2 separate regions of the Oryctolagus cuniculus genome follow, and region 1 is linked to region 2. A link is a contact called in public Hi-C data. All regions are on one chromosome and are shown on one strand. Each heading gives the region's core, a stretch centred on a gene start, on an enhancer-like site or on the middle of the called end of the contact. The rest is flanking DNA. Distances are from core to core; before and after follow the strand shown. Region 1 holds the start of SH3PXD2B (SH3 and PX domains 2B). Region 2 overlaps SH3PXD2B (SH3 and PX domains 2B).

Region 1 (2,700 bases), core at 11-2,510, 76 kb before region 2:
GCCGCGGCCGGTGCGCTGCGGCCGGCGCACCGCGCTGATCCGATGGCAGGAGCCAGGAGCCAGGTGCTTTTCCTGGTCTCCCATGGGGTGCAGGGCCCAAGCACCTGGGCCATCCTCCACTGCACTCCCTGGCCACAGCAGAGGGCTGGCCTGGAAGAGAGGCAACCGGGACAGAATCTGGCGCCCCGACCGGGACTAGAACCCGGTGTGCCGGCGCCGCTAGGCGGAGGATTAGCCTAGTGAGCCGCGGCGCCGGCGGCAAAGGTCAGTCTTGATCTCAGCGCTGTCAGGAGCTCCAGGTTCGGCCAGGCCCAGAGGGGAGCACTGTGGGACACTGGCTAGAGCCCCAGCCAAAGGCTGTAACCTCCTCTCCTGCCTGCATGCGGGATTCAGGTTCATTCATTCATTCACTCCTTCAGCCAACCTCTCCCCAAAGTGCCTCAGCCTGCGCTGGATGAAGAACTGGGGGGGGGGGGGGGGGGGGGGACAGCCCCAGCCAGGCGGCCTCAACTCCTGCTAACTGGCTAGAGCCGGGGGCCGCGCCCGGTCTACCGGCTCTGCGGTGGCCGCACACAGTGACGTGCTCTGTAGAATGGGTTCAGTCACCTCTCCCAGAGCTCTCCAGGGGAACTCAAGGCAAGGCTCTCCCCAAAGCGTATGCCTGCGCCTGGCGCCGGGAGGGGCTCCGCCACCGAGAACACGGAGGCCTGCGCCACAGCTCTCAGTACAATCCTATAGCACACGGTGGTTGCAGTTTGTCTCTCTCTCTCTCCCCCCAGCTCCCAGACTGGAAACCCGGGAGGCCTGGACGCTGGCTCCCGGCTCCCCCTTGAATCCCCAGGCCCGGTGGGCAGGCATTTATGCTGGCTGCGGCGGGCATGCATGCGTTCCACTGGAGGACAGCCCCGGTTGGCAGGCAGTAACGCGAGCCCATTTTACAGATGAGGCCAAGCCGGGGGAGGTGAACAACCTCCCCAAGATCACAGAGGCTGGGCAGCAGAGTCTGGCCATGAGCCCCGGCCCTCGGCTGCCCCATCTCCCCAGCAAGTGGGTGCGGGAAGGCTCCGGCGCGTCAGTCACCGCGTGGCCGGCCCGCGCGAACCGGTTGCCTCCCGGGCGGCGCTCAGCGCCCGGACAAAGGCGCGGCGGGGGCCGGACGTGGCCGGCGGGGGCCGCGCGCCGGGCCCTTTAAGGGGGGCGGGCCGGCAGCGCGGGGGGCGGGCCGGGGGCGGGCCGGGGCGGGCGGTGGAGTGGGCCCGGCCGGAGGGCGCGCGGAGCGAAGGGCGGCGGCGGCGGCGGCTGCTCGTGCTCGGCCCGGGCTCCGGATCGCTCTGCCCCGGCTCTGGTCCGCTCCCCGCGCCCCCAGCCCGGCCCCGCGCAGGAGCGGCCATGCCGCCGCGCCGCAGCATCGTGGAGGTGAAGGTGCTGGACGTGCAGAAGCGGCGGGTGCCCAACAAGCATTATGTGAGTGCCGCGCGTCCCACGCCCCCGCGCGCGCCCCGCGGCCCCGGCCTGGGCCCCGGCCTCGGAAAACTTCTGCCTCCGGCGCTTCGCGCTCCTGCACGGCCCGGCCCGGCCCTGCCGCGGCGGCGCGGCCCGGGTCTCCCGCCTCCTCCCCCTCCCTCCCCTCCCCCTCCTCTCCCTCACCCGGTTCTCCGCTCCATCCCTTCCCCCCTCGCCCCCTCCTCTTCCCCTTCCGTCCTCGGCTGTCCCCGCACTCTCGTCCTGCCCAGCCGGTGCAAGACTGAGGGGCGCAAAGGCAGAGGGAGAGGCGCGTGGTCCCCGGCCGCCCCCGTCGTCCCCTGCCGACCAGACGGCTCAGGCCCGCAATGTCCGGCCACAGGTAGCCTCCCTGGGGACCGCCAAGTTTGGCTCCGTCCTTTGGGGAGATCCCGGAAAATGGATTATTTGAGTGGCTGCACCTTAAAGGGTTAAAGAACAGTCCCTCTCCCCCAATAACTTGTGTTTAAAAATGTACCAAAGTTTTTCTCCTGCTGTCTCCCTCTGTGGACCCCAGCTCAGGTTGAAGGACTTGAGAAAATGGGTCAGTAGTCTCGTTTTGCAGATGGGTAAGGTTGAGGCTCCCAAGGGGCTGCAGCTCCTGGAACACACAGCTGCATGGGCTTTCCAAGCCTGGGGCGGACAGTGACCTGCGTGGAAAAGTGGTGTCGGGGGGCAGCCTGGGGGCCACGACCGCGGGTGCAGGTGGTGCTAAGACAGCCCCCTTTTGGGGGATCTGCCTGGACAGCTAATGAGGATGTGGAGTGGTGGCCCTGGGGGAGGGGCTCCCCCTGGAGGGCAGGGGCTGCCGTGTCTCTGGTGGTGAAGGGGATGGAGGGGTGACAGAGCAGAAGTTGACCAGGAAGGGAAAAAGAGCAAGAAGGAGGGAAAAAATCCTAACAAAGAAGTGTAGAACAATGACTAGCAAAGGGCGTGGTCTGGCCCGGTGCAGCTCCCTGGCCTCCTTGGGGCCTGCCTTGCTTAAAAAGCTCCTTCCCATAAAGCCCATTCCCACACCTGGCGTGAACAGCCTGTGAAATTGCAAATCCACAAGGCGGGGAGTGCTGGGGCAGCCCCTGGCCGGGCTGGGCAGGCAGTGGGAAACTGTTTCCTGGACCTGTGGTTTCTCTAAATAGAAAGAAGTTCCCCTGGACTCCAGAGCCTGGCTAAATGGTCTTTTTTTTTTCCCCCTTGACTGTT
Region 2 (2,836 bases), core at 162-2,661:
AGGCCGTGGTATCCTGCTCAAGCTGTAAATAGTCCTTGAGCCCGGGGATAATTATACGTTTCTTTTTTGTTTCTTTTTTTTCTTTTTTGACAGGCAGAGTGGACAGTGAGAGAGAGAGACAGAGAGAAAGGTCTTCCTTTGCCATTGGTTCACCCTCCAATGGCCACTGCAACCGGCGCACTGCGGCCGGTGCACCGTGCTGATCCGATGGCAGGAGCCAGGTACTTATCCTGGTCTCCCATGGAGTGCAGGGCCCAAGCACTTGGGCCATCCTCCACTGCACTCCCTGGCCACAGCAGAGAGCTGGCCTGGAAGAGGGGCAACCGGGACAGAATCTGGTGCCCCGACCGGGACTAGAACCCGGTGTGCCGGCGCTGCAAGGCGGAGGATTAGCCTAGTGAGCCGCAGCGCCGGCTATATGTTTCTTTGAAAAGACAGCGAGGAGCTGCCACTCTCAGGCCGGTCACAGAGTTTCTGGTTTTGAACATGCAGCCACTTTCCCTGGAAGCAGCGGGTGGGAGGAAGGCGACGGCTCTGGGGGGTTGTGAAAACCAGGTGTGCTGTCTGCCGAGCCTGATGCAGAGACTGGTCTGGAAAGACAGGAAGCTCTCATTTGCGGTGACCACGCCCATCATGCACCTGCAGGGGCAGTGGACGGTGTATTCATAGTTCAGCCACGTGGCACACGGCACCCCTCCTCATTCAGAGAACCCATGCTGGGATTAGCCTTGTTCCCTAACTGACCTTCGAACGCTTCCTTTATTTTAGAGCCAGCCTTCTTGATTTAATTTTAAAGGAATTTAATGTTTTTCTGACGAACGGCCCACATTCCTGTGCCAGAACTGTCGGTGGAAGAAGGCGGATCTGTCTCTGCCACTTCCCTCTCACAACCCCCTGGCTGTCCCTGCGGACTCTGGCTAACATGGCCTCAAGTTCTGCTTATCCTGCAGGAAACAAAGGAACAGGCAAAACCCTCTTGTCACAGTGCAACAAATCGTCTCATTCTTTCAGGGAAACTTTTCTTCCTTTACTGGTGGAAGCAGTCTTGTTTGCTGATTCTCTGAGCAAGCCTGGCATAAAGTGGGTTTCCGGAAGGGAGGTCCACTTTAACCACTGAAGGAAGAAAACACCCGGATTGAAAGCCTCTGCAGTGGGTTAGGCACTGTCCCAGGTGACAGGACTTAATGATAAAAATCTCCCTTTTACTGTCAAGCCAGCTTCTTCCTCCTGGACTCTTCCTTCTCTCATATCGTCGGCTAGGCCACAAGAGTGACAGTCCTTGCCTCGGAATCCTTTGATCTCACACTTGGCAGCTGCTAGAATTTAGCTACATGCCTCAGCTTTGGGATTACTGTGATAATGGTGAGGCACTAGTAGAGCTTGGCTGCAATATCACGTCTCACCAGTAGGTGTCTTCACTTGGCACCTAAATGGTCTGAAGCCCAGTTTGAGATTCCTGGTGGATCAAATGACTGGGGTTCTTTTTCCTGCGTTTTTGTAAAGTGAACCAAGTCACATGCAAAAGGCTTGCTCAAGAAGAAAGGCTAAAAAAGTAGCTCCATGCACTCTTCTCTGAACCACTTCATGGCAGAGAACCACAGGCTAAGCCCCAGATCTTGTGTGTGACAGTAACAGAGAAAATAATTAGTGTGCTTGGTTTGTTGTTGGACACCCCAGTGGAAATGCGTGTTCTCACACAGAGTCCTGCCTTGCAGGCAGAGGGAATGTCACACTCGGGCCTTCCAGATGGTTCCCCCTTCCCTCAAGTCATGGGGACACATTTGAATGAGCTGATCCTGTCCTCGTGGGTATCTTCCCCAAGGTATAGAGGAGGTGCCAGCCCAGGCCCTGTACTAGGCTAGGATGTGCGCTTGCCAGCCCAGAGTCTAAATGCTCATCTCCTGGCTTCCTGTCATGCTCATGGCAAGTCCCATGATTCCCTGATTCTGACTCCGTTCCTAGTTTTGCCACATGCCGTTTGCAATCAGGAGAGTCGGTGCAGAAACGAACAGAGCAGTGCATTTGTCAGAGGTCCTAAAAATTGTAATGTGGTACACTAGTGCTGCTATCAGGTGTTAAAACAGGCTGGCAGCAGTGGAACTTAAGGGAAAAAAAGATTTGTTTTATTTATTTGAAAGGCAGAGTAGCAGAGAGGGAGCGAGAGACAGAGAGAGAATGAGATATACCAATGAGATCTACCCACTTGTTCACTCCCCAAATGGCTGCAACAACTGGGCCTGGGCCTGGAGCCCAGAACTCCATCCAGGTCTCCCGTGTGGGTAGCAGGAGCCCAAGTACTTGGATCATCCTCCATTCCCCTCCCGGGCACATTAGCAGGGAGCTGGATTGAAAGCAGGGCAGCTGGGACTCAAACCGTTAAAATAGCGTCTTCACCTGCTGTGCCCCAGCGGCCCCAGCAGGTGAACTTCTGAACAAAGTAACCCGGCTTAACTGGGTCCCTGCTTGACTGAAGCCTCTGCTACTCTCATCAAGGAGTCCCTGTGGTTGCCAGTAGAGGGCAGAAGTTCAATGGTAGCTGTCAGCTGTGGGTGCTCCCCAGGGCAGGCCGGTGAGCCAGCAGTCACACACCACTCCACTACCAGATGTATTTGGGCGCAGAAGGGTGGAATTTCCTGCATTTATCAGTGATTTATGAAAACAATAAGAAGGGATATTTGAAGTCAAGATGTTCAGAAACCCAGAGCCCTGTGATCACATGTGGCAAGCTGCTCTCTCGATGCACTCACCCTGCGGCTTTTCCAAAGTCACATCTGGGATGGGTCTTATGTCCCTGCCTCTCACATGGGAGGCCCAGATGGAGTTCTGGCTCCTGGCT

The links. A called contact is a pair of places that touch in the nucleus more often than the background predicts.
Region 1: a Hi-C map of an unstated tissue shows a contact between it and region 2, with 3 times the contacts expected there. The contact joins the promoter of SH3PXD2B here to the enhancer-like site in region 2. A contact is called at or near these places in 2 of 6 Hi-C or Micro-C datasets (ear pinna and an unstated tissue).

What each region holds. Positions count from the first base shown.
Region 1 is chr6:59,053,935-59,056,634 of mOryCun1.1, reverse strand. It overlaps SH3PXD2B (SH3 and PX domains 2B), which reads left to right and starts at 1,260. Exons shown (of 13, transcript XM_051843617.2): 1 at 1,260-1,464. The coding sequence starts at 1,390.
Region 2 is chr6:58,978,281-58,981,116 of mOryCun1.1, reverse strand. The region is part of intron 6 of SH3PXD2B (SH3 and PX domains 2B); the gene reads left to right. Among named protein-coding and RNA genes, the nearest start is that of UBTD2, 64 kb to the right of the region's middle. Within about 2 kb of position 1,411, at least 1 of the 8 cell types and tissues checked has an H3K27ac peak or open chromatin away from gene starts, as enhancers often do. A contact at or near this core is called in ear pinna, where this site is marked.